Linked DNA regions of Mus musculus: all the other regions are linked to region 1. Evidence: chromatin contacts called from public HiChIP or PLAC-seq data. All regions are on one chromosome and are shown on one strand. The core of a region is the stretch at or near the end of the contact, and the rest is flanking DNA. Distances in the headings are between cores, read along the strand shown.

Region 1 (2,700 bases), core at 153-2,652:
GCTTCCAGCAGAAAGGACATGAAACTCAAGTCTCGTGCCCATGAGCAGACACAGCAAGACAAGCTGGATTCCAGGCAATAAGGCAGAAAGATCAAAGTGGATGCTCAGCCTCTGTGTAAAGAAGATCGAGCAAGTGAACAAGAAGTTTATCACTGCCGAAGATTCAGGCTAAGGACTCTAGCTCAGTGCACCAGAACCTTAGTATGTGGCAGAGTGTCAAAGAGAATTCTTCAGGGTCACCCTGGAGAATGTCATCAAAAAGAGGAGCAACATGACTGTGGCTTCCGGGAGTGCCATCATTCTGACTTGACCAGTCAGGTTTGCAAAGAGGCTGACTCCCCCTGTGTGTAGCCAGGGAGGTAGAAAATTCAAAGGACTGAGAAGAGAATTAAGCTCGGCAAACAGCGCTGTGTAAAATGTATGTCTCTAGGCGCTCTTCTAATCCACATAAATTTGCTTATCTACGGACTGGGAGGGCCTTGAACATGAATTCTTTGAATGTTTGTATGTGCCTTCGAGGACAGGGGATGACCGCAGATGTTACTCAGATGTTTGCCACTGTGTTAGGACCTCACTACTCTCTTTAAGTCTGCCTGGCAGAACCAGTGGTCCTACTATCTCCATATAGCAAATGCTGAGATACAAGAGTGTGCACGTGAGCTGAAGAATCAAACTCCGGTCCGCCAGCTTCTTCAGGGAACACTTTGCCGATTAAGCCATCTTCTCCAGGCCTATGACTTCTAAAAGTGTTTCTCAGGAGCTGTCAGAGGGCCGGGGCAGTGAATCAAGTTAAGAATTGAAAGAGATATGCTCACAACTAACTGCAAGTCTATATGAAGCAGCCCAAGTTAGATCCATCTGAGCCAGCCTATAGTACCAATAGAGATGAAAACAAATTGTTTTGGCTCGCTGTTTGGAATCATTCTGCAGGAACAGAGAATTGAAACATCACCCCAAGTTTCAAAATTCTTGTTCCTGATTGACTAGTAGCTCTTATGGCCCATGTGTCCTCCATCTTGTGCCATCACCGTATCCGTGGGAAAATCATGAAGGATGATGAGTCTGGGAGGCAGAGGGGGTCTGGTCTGACCATATCTGGAAGTAAATCTAACACTTCCACCTGTATTTCATCAGGCAGATCTCTCTTGGACGATTGGGCCTGACCCAGGGATATCTGGGAAATGTAGTCCAGCTGTGGGTTAACTGTGTAAAGGTTGATCTCTAGATCACAAACTGACGTCCTCCCAGGAAACTTCTGAGTGTGAGGTAGGCGCAACAGTATGACACAAATATATGAACTTGTCACTCTGTTCCATTCTAATGCCCCTTTATACTTTATTCCCTGGCCTTTGTAATTATTCACCACCGGAAGTGACACCGAAGTGTCTGGGGCTGGGAGGAAACAGTCTTGTAACTTGAGACTAAGGGTGCCTCTGATCAGGAAATGGGGGCTCTGGAGACACTTTCTGTCGATCTCCCAGTCCCTGATTCATACTTCCTACATCGAGTCTACTTCTGTTAGGCATTTGTGGATGTTGTTGTCCTCCTGGCCATGCTGAAGTTGATGCTTTGGTTTATCTCCGAAGCCCTGCTCTTATCTGTCTTGGCAGCGTTTTTGCTTCCACTCCTGGCAGTTCGATGTCTATTTTAGTACTTCTTCCTCGCATGGCCCGTTGCACACGTACAGATGAGATGTCCAAATGAGCGCTAGCCACTTGCAGGAATCTGAATAAATTGCATCCTTCCTTTTCTCCTTTCTCAGTGAGACGCAGCAGGCTGAGGGTTACAGGAAGGAGCTGCTGAGGAGAGTGGGAAAATGATTCATTGTTTAAAAACAGCCCTCATGTGCACAAGGCAGCTCTGAGACAACAGCTCCCTATCTCCTGCAATTTTCCTCCTATTCTACCCCCATCCTTTATTCTCGTAGACTGTTTAGTATTAAATTTTAACCCAGAGTTCTACAGAATGCCCGGAAATTATTGTGCTGCTTCAGGGTAGGAACAGCCCCCATTTTCAGGTTCCCTTCAGTCCTTACCCTAGTTAATGGCAAATGTCTGACCATTAGCATCCGGAGAAAGACACGCCAGTTTGTCATTATTTTCTCCAGTGGCAAATAGTGATAAATGCTGAAAGGCCCTTTCCATGATGTGGTATTGTTCCTATGCTGGAACCACAGTTGATTAGGGGATAGAGGGATGCCATTTTCAAAGATACAAGTCCATCTTATGAGGTGCACTGGCCCTGGTCTCAAAATTATGGTCAAAGTTTGTGGAAGAAAGAGTATTTCCAGTCTTTCCATTTTTCTTGCTTCCAGTCCTGGCTACCTTAAGTCACTCTAGACTGGAATCTCAGATATTTGTTAACTGCTCAGAGTGTTCCTTGATGGTCTTTCCTCAGTGTAAAGAGCAGTGAGTTGATGGTAGACTCCAGCAACTCCAGTAACTGAAGTCCACATGGGCACTGCCTACTCTAGCTGCCCACAGAGGGATCTGCACAGAGCAAAGTCAGGCAGCCTCACATTGAGGTGAGGACCTGTCTCATCCCCAGCCTCCCATACAGATGCTCACACGTGAGATACCGTGGGCCACACGGAGAATGTTCTGGGAGCTTCAGTTTCAGATGCTCAGTGTTCTGTGTTTCCCCAGACCTAAACTAAGGAAGAGTTTCTCAAGGAGACACCTGCTCTCACCGCCATCTTTG
Region 2 (2,700 bases), core at 43-2,542, 200 kb after region 1:
AAGTGCAGCTGACTCTTAGGTTTAGTGAAGCTGATGGATGCAAATGACTGCTACCTTTGCTGGAGCTTAATGCCCTGTCCTGTAGAGAGGGAAGCTCTGTCACTAGCAAGCCATTCCACCTTGCTTTTAGGGAGGTTTGCAGAACCCGAGCTTGGGCTCACACCAGGAACAGCATCCCAGGAGAGACGAGCAGCTGATGGTTTGCATGCAATGCTTTGGTAATTCCCTGCCCTGCTCCTGACGGGCAGAGTCTGAGATACTTGGGAGAGTATGTGCAGGGTATAGAGAGGGGCTTTTGTGTTAGTTTGGGTTATGGCCCACACTTTCTTCTCATGTGGTTCCTGCTAGGGAAACTTTAGACCAGCACTAGGCTGAGCGCTGAGACACTTTGGGAAACATTAATGTCAATCAGCTGCTCATTAAGATACAAATGCCAACACTATTTGCCTTCGAATGATTGCGTTGTTTCTTTTAAAAGATGTTTACCTTTTCGTATTTGTTGATAGTCTCCTATGTGTGTATAATGAATTTTAGCCCTTTCACCTTCCTCCCATTTCCCTCTCTCCCCCATTCTCCCTCCCACTGGAACCATTCTTTTTCCCAAAGGGTCTGTCTTTTACTACCATGTTGCTTTTGTATGTAGAACCCACTGTGAGCATGGGTAGCAAGTTACTTCCCCAAGCATGAACAATTCATCAGAAGCCACACCACTGAAGAAAGTGACAAATTCTCCCCCAGTGACCATTCACTTCCTGTAGTCCCTCAGGGAGGCCTGTGGGGGACTCATGAGTCTCTCCCCTTAGAGGGTATAGAATAGGTTAAGTGGAAGCAGTCTGTTGTCATGGGTCTTTTTTTTTTTTTTAAACTTGACTTCCTGACCTATTTCCAGAATGTTCTGTTCACGTGACTATGAAAGGATAGCCTGGCAGAACAGCTTTGGAGGGAAAATGGTGTTACAAGAGAGACTGCTCAAATACTCCAAAGGCTCGGTTCCTTGCCTGCAAGCACGGAAATACTGTTTTAGGGCCCTGCTCCTTTGTTAGCCCACACAATTTTAAATTGAAAACATGGGTTATGAAGTTAGTATAATCATCTGTTTGCTCTGAAGAAAACATGAGTGTGAGATTCTTTTATCATAGCAAAAGTACTAAGTAGATGTCTTGGTCCCTTGGGAATGCAAGGTTTTTCTCGTCTCCTTCCTAATTCTGGAATTCTAGTGGTTGAGCACTGAGGCAATGTCTGACATATCTCTGACTCACTTTCATACCATTGCTAACTAAGCTTAGACTTTCTCAACTGCCACATACCAAAGCCAGGTGACAGGATGCCTTCCTATATAAAGACATTCTGGGACCAGCCCTTGGGAGTTCTGGAGACAAGGTTGCATGTAACCCAGATTGGCTTCAAACTTGCTTTGTCGTTGACTATGATTTTGAAATTAGCCTCCTGCTTTACTTCCTGAGGGCTGGGATCGTAGGCTTGCATCATCCTGGCTGGTTTATGCAGTGCTAAGGATTGAGCCCAGGGCCTTCTGCTTTTTAGGCAAGCACTCTACCAACTGAACTACATCCCCAGCCCTTATGTGCCCACTTTAGAAGATGAAACAATATCAATTGTGTGTTAATTACATTAATTGAAGGCTTATATAGGAATGCTTACTCATTTACTGCCACGAAGTAACATGTTCACATTCCTCATTGGCGTCTGTCTTTGACTGCAGTGGAGTCACTTCATAACATCCAGAAGAAACCAGCAGACTTTGTTCTTTTTACCCCCATTGCAGTTGTGTTTGGCATCTACTTTTGAAGTTGTTCCTCTAACTCAGTGGTTCTCAACCTCCCTAATCCTTCCTAATTCCTGTGATCCTTTAACACAGTTCCTCATGTTGTGCTGATGCCCAACCATAAAATTGTTTTGTTGCTACTTCCTAACTGTCATTTTGCTAGTGTTATAAATCATAATGCAAATATCTGTGTTTTCTGAGGATCTTAGGTGACCCCTGTGAAAGTATCTTCCAACCCCCAAAGGGGTCATGACCCACAGATGGAGAAGCACTGCTCTAAAGTTTATCCCGTGCCCAGCCATCCTTTACCTCTTTAGTGCATTTTATTTTTGTTTCTTCCAATAGATGTATACTGGCAATCTCTAAAACTCTCCCTTACTGCATTCCTTACTAAAAGAGATCTTAAGAGGCTGTTTGTAATCATGTCTGATATGAACAGTTACACGGTCATGATGCTAGAATAGTCAAGCCTTTTGTTTGCTTTTTTGTTAAATGCCTCTGCTTTCTTAAAAGAGCTGATGGCATCAGCTGACCTTTCTAAGCATCACAAACTAACATTGATTGAGGAGGTCAAGTGGCTTCATTAAGAGAATACTTCTTTGTTCAAAAATAAAGCACCCAAGAGAGAACATTGTCAATAAGAGACTGTGTAAGAACTTGAGTGCATGACAAACTCTTCCTTTTGGAAAGGAAGAAAGAAACCCCCAGCTACTCATAGTATAGTGATTAACAAAGGGTCTTCTTTTTTCTCCCTCCATCTGTACTAGAAATGTACTTTTTTTTTTCTCATCCGAAATTCATTCCTTTTGTAGCTGAAACCTGGCAAAGTCAAGTGGTTTATTAAAAAGAATGGGGAATTTTAATGGGCTGATGATGCCCCTTTATATCTGTAAACTATATAGATAATCTGTGGCATT
Region 3 (2,700 bases), core at 42-2,541, 230 kb after region 1:
TTCAGCAAAATGGAAGTTAAGGAGTAGACCAAACTTGGAGCAATGAAGGAGACCCCCACAATGAAGGATTGTTTGTAGAGTCATGGGATGAGAAGAGGCTTCATGTAATGAAAAATAAGGCGGGGCTAGACGAGCACCCATGTCCGTGATGGATCAGCCAGGACTTCAGCCTTGGTTTAGGAGAAAAATGAAGAAGTTACAGACAGTTGAGCCTGAGCGGGGAAAGGGCCCTGGTTACGGTGGAAGGAAGGAATTGCAGCAGTAGACCCTGGGTGCATGGGAAGACGTGTTGGCCCCGCAGCTGCTGTCGTCTGTGGCTTTTGCCTGTCTTTGGCTTTTGGCTCAGCTCTGGAGATAACCACTTCATCCACATGAGCTTCATCTTGCTAGGTACACTCAGGGATGGTGGGCAGAAAGCCAGTTTTGGACAGTTGGCATGGAAGAGGCTGAACATGAAAAGAGAAAAGAGAGGACACAAGCCTGCTCTTGGCAGCTTACGAAGCTACTTCTGAAAGGAGAGAAGAGAAGAAGTGGAAGTTTAGAGAGACTTCTCAACCTTGGGCATCCAGCTCGATGGGCGAGCTCTTGCCTGGTGTGTACAAGGTTGTGCCGTTCTTTTGCTCTTCAGCACTGCAAAGTCTAAGTACTTATTTACATAAGCAAACAAATAAAGCATCTAATCTGGGCGGTGGTGGCACATGCCTTTAATCCCAGCACTCGGGAGGCAGAGGCAGGAGGATTTCTGAGTTCAAGGCCAGCCTGGTCTACAAAGTGAGTTCCAGGACAGCCAGGGCTATACAGAGAAACCCTGTCACGAAAAAAAAAAAAAAAACAAAAAAAAACAAAAAAAAAAACAAAATAAAGCATCTAAAGATCTTGCCCCTCCCCCTTCCTTCTTCCTCCTTCCCCCTTCCTTCCCCTTCTCTTTTCTTCTTTCCTTCCTTTCCACTTTTTTTCCTACTTCCTCCAGAGCATGCCTGTTTGTTGCTTAAACACGGGGGTATTGTTATTTCACTTGGGATCTTTTCCCACTGGGGTAAGAAGCTGTTTTTTGTCCAAGGGTCCCCTATACTTCATCTGAAGGTAGTGAATAGTGAGGTAGGGTACAGCCTTCTATTTTTGGGTGCCGGACATTAAACCCAGGCTTCATGCATGTGGACTGCTGTGCCTCCAGTCCCTGTCACACGCTTTCTCAAAAAGCTTACGCTTAGAAATAATTGTTGAATGGACTCTAGTTCTGTGGCATCCCTCGGAGAAGCAGGCGGCTGATTTGGGGAAGGAGGGGGAAGTGGGTAGCTCATGTCGTAAGCTATGTCTGCTGAGATCTGTACTGTGACAGTCCAGTGATCTTCTCCCTGGGCAGAAGCTCGAGTTGCTACACCATTTAGAAAGGAAAACCATGTCAGAGAGGTTAAGTAACGTCAGGTGGTAGGGATGGCACCCAGCCCCAGGCTGTGTGATTCTTCACCCGCCCTCACCACTGTCAAACAGCCTCCCCTAAGAAGGGCTTGGTATTGCGTCAAGTCCTGCAGTGCCAGCCTACTCTGATATTATACCTCTTTGCCTTCAGTTGTGGTGGGAGGATGGGAGAGCACTTTATTTTTAAGGACCATTTTTAGACTTAAACATGCTTAGTGTCTACTAAAATTGTATGTGCCTAGGGTTTCCAGAAATACTTTCATGTTTTCAACCAAGAAAAGCTTTTCTTACTGTACTAGGGTCTAGAACGTGTAAAACATATATTACTTTTAATGGGAAAGGTTTGCAATCCCCCACTGCCCCCACTCATAGACTTAGCGAACCTGTTTGACTTGTAGTAACCAGGATGGTTGATGCCTTGAATGCTCAGATGGCCATCACAAGTATGGACTGTAGTGGACTCCTCCCCTTTGATCTTTCCCAGTCCTCATGGCTGTGAGTCTCTCCTCTTATCTCCACCCCGTGCTGTGCAGAGGACATAGCGATCCACATGGACTTGTTGCCTGCTTCCATGCACACCACTAACACTGTCAGCACTGCAGGCAGAGTTGCTGAAAGTCTGTAATCAGGGCACATCAGATCTGCTCTTTATCCACGTGGCAGATGGTGGGACTCATGCGATCCATATTGAGAACTGAGCACATTTCTAAGCTAGAGAATAGGAAAAAGAAGTAGGAAACTGAACATTCTAGAACTTGCTTTTAAAATGAAGCAAATGTCCCACATACTGCCTTGCCCGTGGGTTGAAACTGACATTGGAAGAATGGGCAGGAAAAGTAAAGAGACCATTTGAGGGAGACGGTATATTCTCATTTCCCACTTTCTTTTCCGTATCTCCGGAGAGAAAGGGAAATTTGTAGACACAAATGCCAAAGGGTGTCCCGTTTTCCTGGTAGAGGTCCAGAGGATAAAGTGCCTGTCACTCCATTTCTGCTTCTCTGGGCCCGAATCACTGTTACCTTCCCCAACCCTCCTCTTGCTCCCAATACAGACAGTTGGCTCAACAGCTTGCTTTGGTTTTGGCATGACCAGCAAATATCAGTTCTTCAAGTGCAGTGGCCTAACTCCTGAAGCCCATCTACAGCCAGAAGTTTCACTAAGAGAATTAATTCAAACCCTGGGTCAAGATGGAGAACAACTCCCTGCTCCCCACTTCATACTTACTGTTGCGATCTGGTTGCTCTGGCTGCTGCATTGTCTGAATTTGCTTTTAGAATGAGT

Evidence for each region. HiChIP or PLAC-seq counts read pairs in DNA pulled down with a chosen protein or histone mark.
Region 2: a contact with region 1 is called in an H3K4me3 HiChIP or PLAC-seq map of bone marrow-derived macrophages, with 4 times the contacts expected there. The contact joins two enhancer-like sites. A contact is called at or near these places in 8 of 484 Hi-C or Micro-C datasets (bone marrow-derived macrophages, cortical neurons, granulocyte-monocyte progenitors and 4 more) and 3 of 115 datasets of contacts at active chromatin or transcription factors (bone marrow-derived macrophages and fibro-adipogenic progenitors).
Region 3: a contact with region 1 is called in an H3K4me3 HiChIP or PLAC-seq map of bone marrow-derived macrophages, with 8 times the contacts expected there. The contact joins two enhancer-like sites. A contact is called at or near these places in 4 of 484 Hi-C or Micro-C datasets (bone marrow-derived macrophages, liver, muscle stem cells and 1 more), 5 of 115 datasets of contacts at active chromatin or transcription factors (acute myeloid leukemia, bone marrow-derived macrophages, embryonic stem cells and 2 more) and 1 of 9 other capture datasets (embryonic stem cells).

What each region holds. Positions count from the first base shown.
Region 1 is chr2:68,781,164-68,783,863 of GRCm38.p6, forward strand. No RefSeq gene overlaps it. Among named protein-coding and RNA genes, the nearest start is that of Gm36174, 40 kb to the right of the region's middle. Within about 2 kb of position 1,403, at least 95 of the 459 cell types and tissues checked have an H3K27ac peak or open chromatin away from gene starts, as enhancers often do. A contact at or near this core is called in acute myeloid leukemia, bone marrow-derived macrophages and granulocyte-monocyte progenitors, where this site is marked.
Region 2 is chr2:68,982,264-68,984,963 of GRCm38.p6, forward strand. The region is part of intron 3 of Cers6 (ceramide synthase 6); the gene reads left to right. Among named protein-coding and RNA genes, the nearest start is that of Gm52515, 15 kb to the left of the region's middle. Within about 2 kb of position 1,293, at least 77 of the 459 cell types and tissues checked have an H3K27ac peak or open chromatin away from gene starts, as enhancers often do. A contact at or near this core is called in bone marrow-derived macrophages and granulocyte-monocyte progenitors, where this site is marked.
Region 3 is chr2:69,014,025-69,016,724 of GRCm38.p6, forward strand. All of the region lies in intron 4 of Cers6 (ceramide synthase 6), which reads left to right. Among named protein-coding and RNA genes, the nearest start is that of Gm52515, 47 kb to the left of the region's middle. Within about 2 kb of position 1,292, at least 38 of the 459 cell types and tissues checked have an H3K27ac peak or open chromatin away from gene starts, as enhancers often do. A contact at or near this core is called in acute myeloid leukemia and bone marrow-derived macrophages, where this site is marked.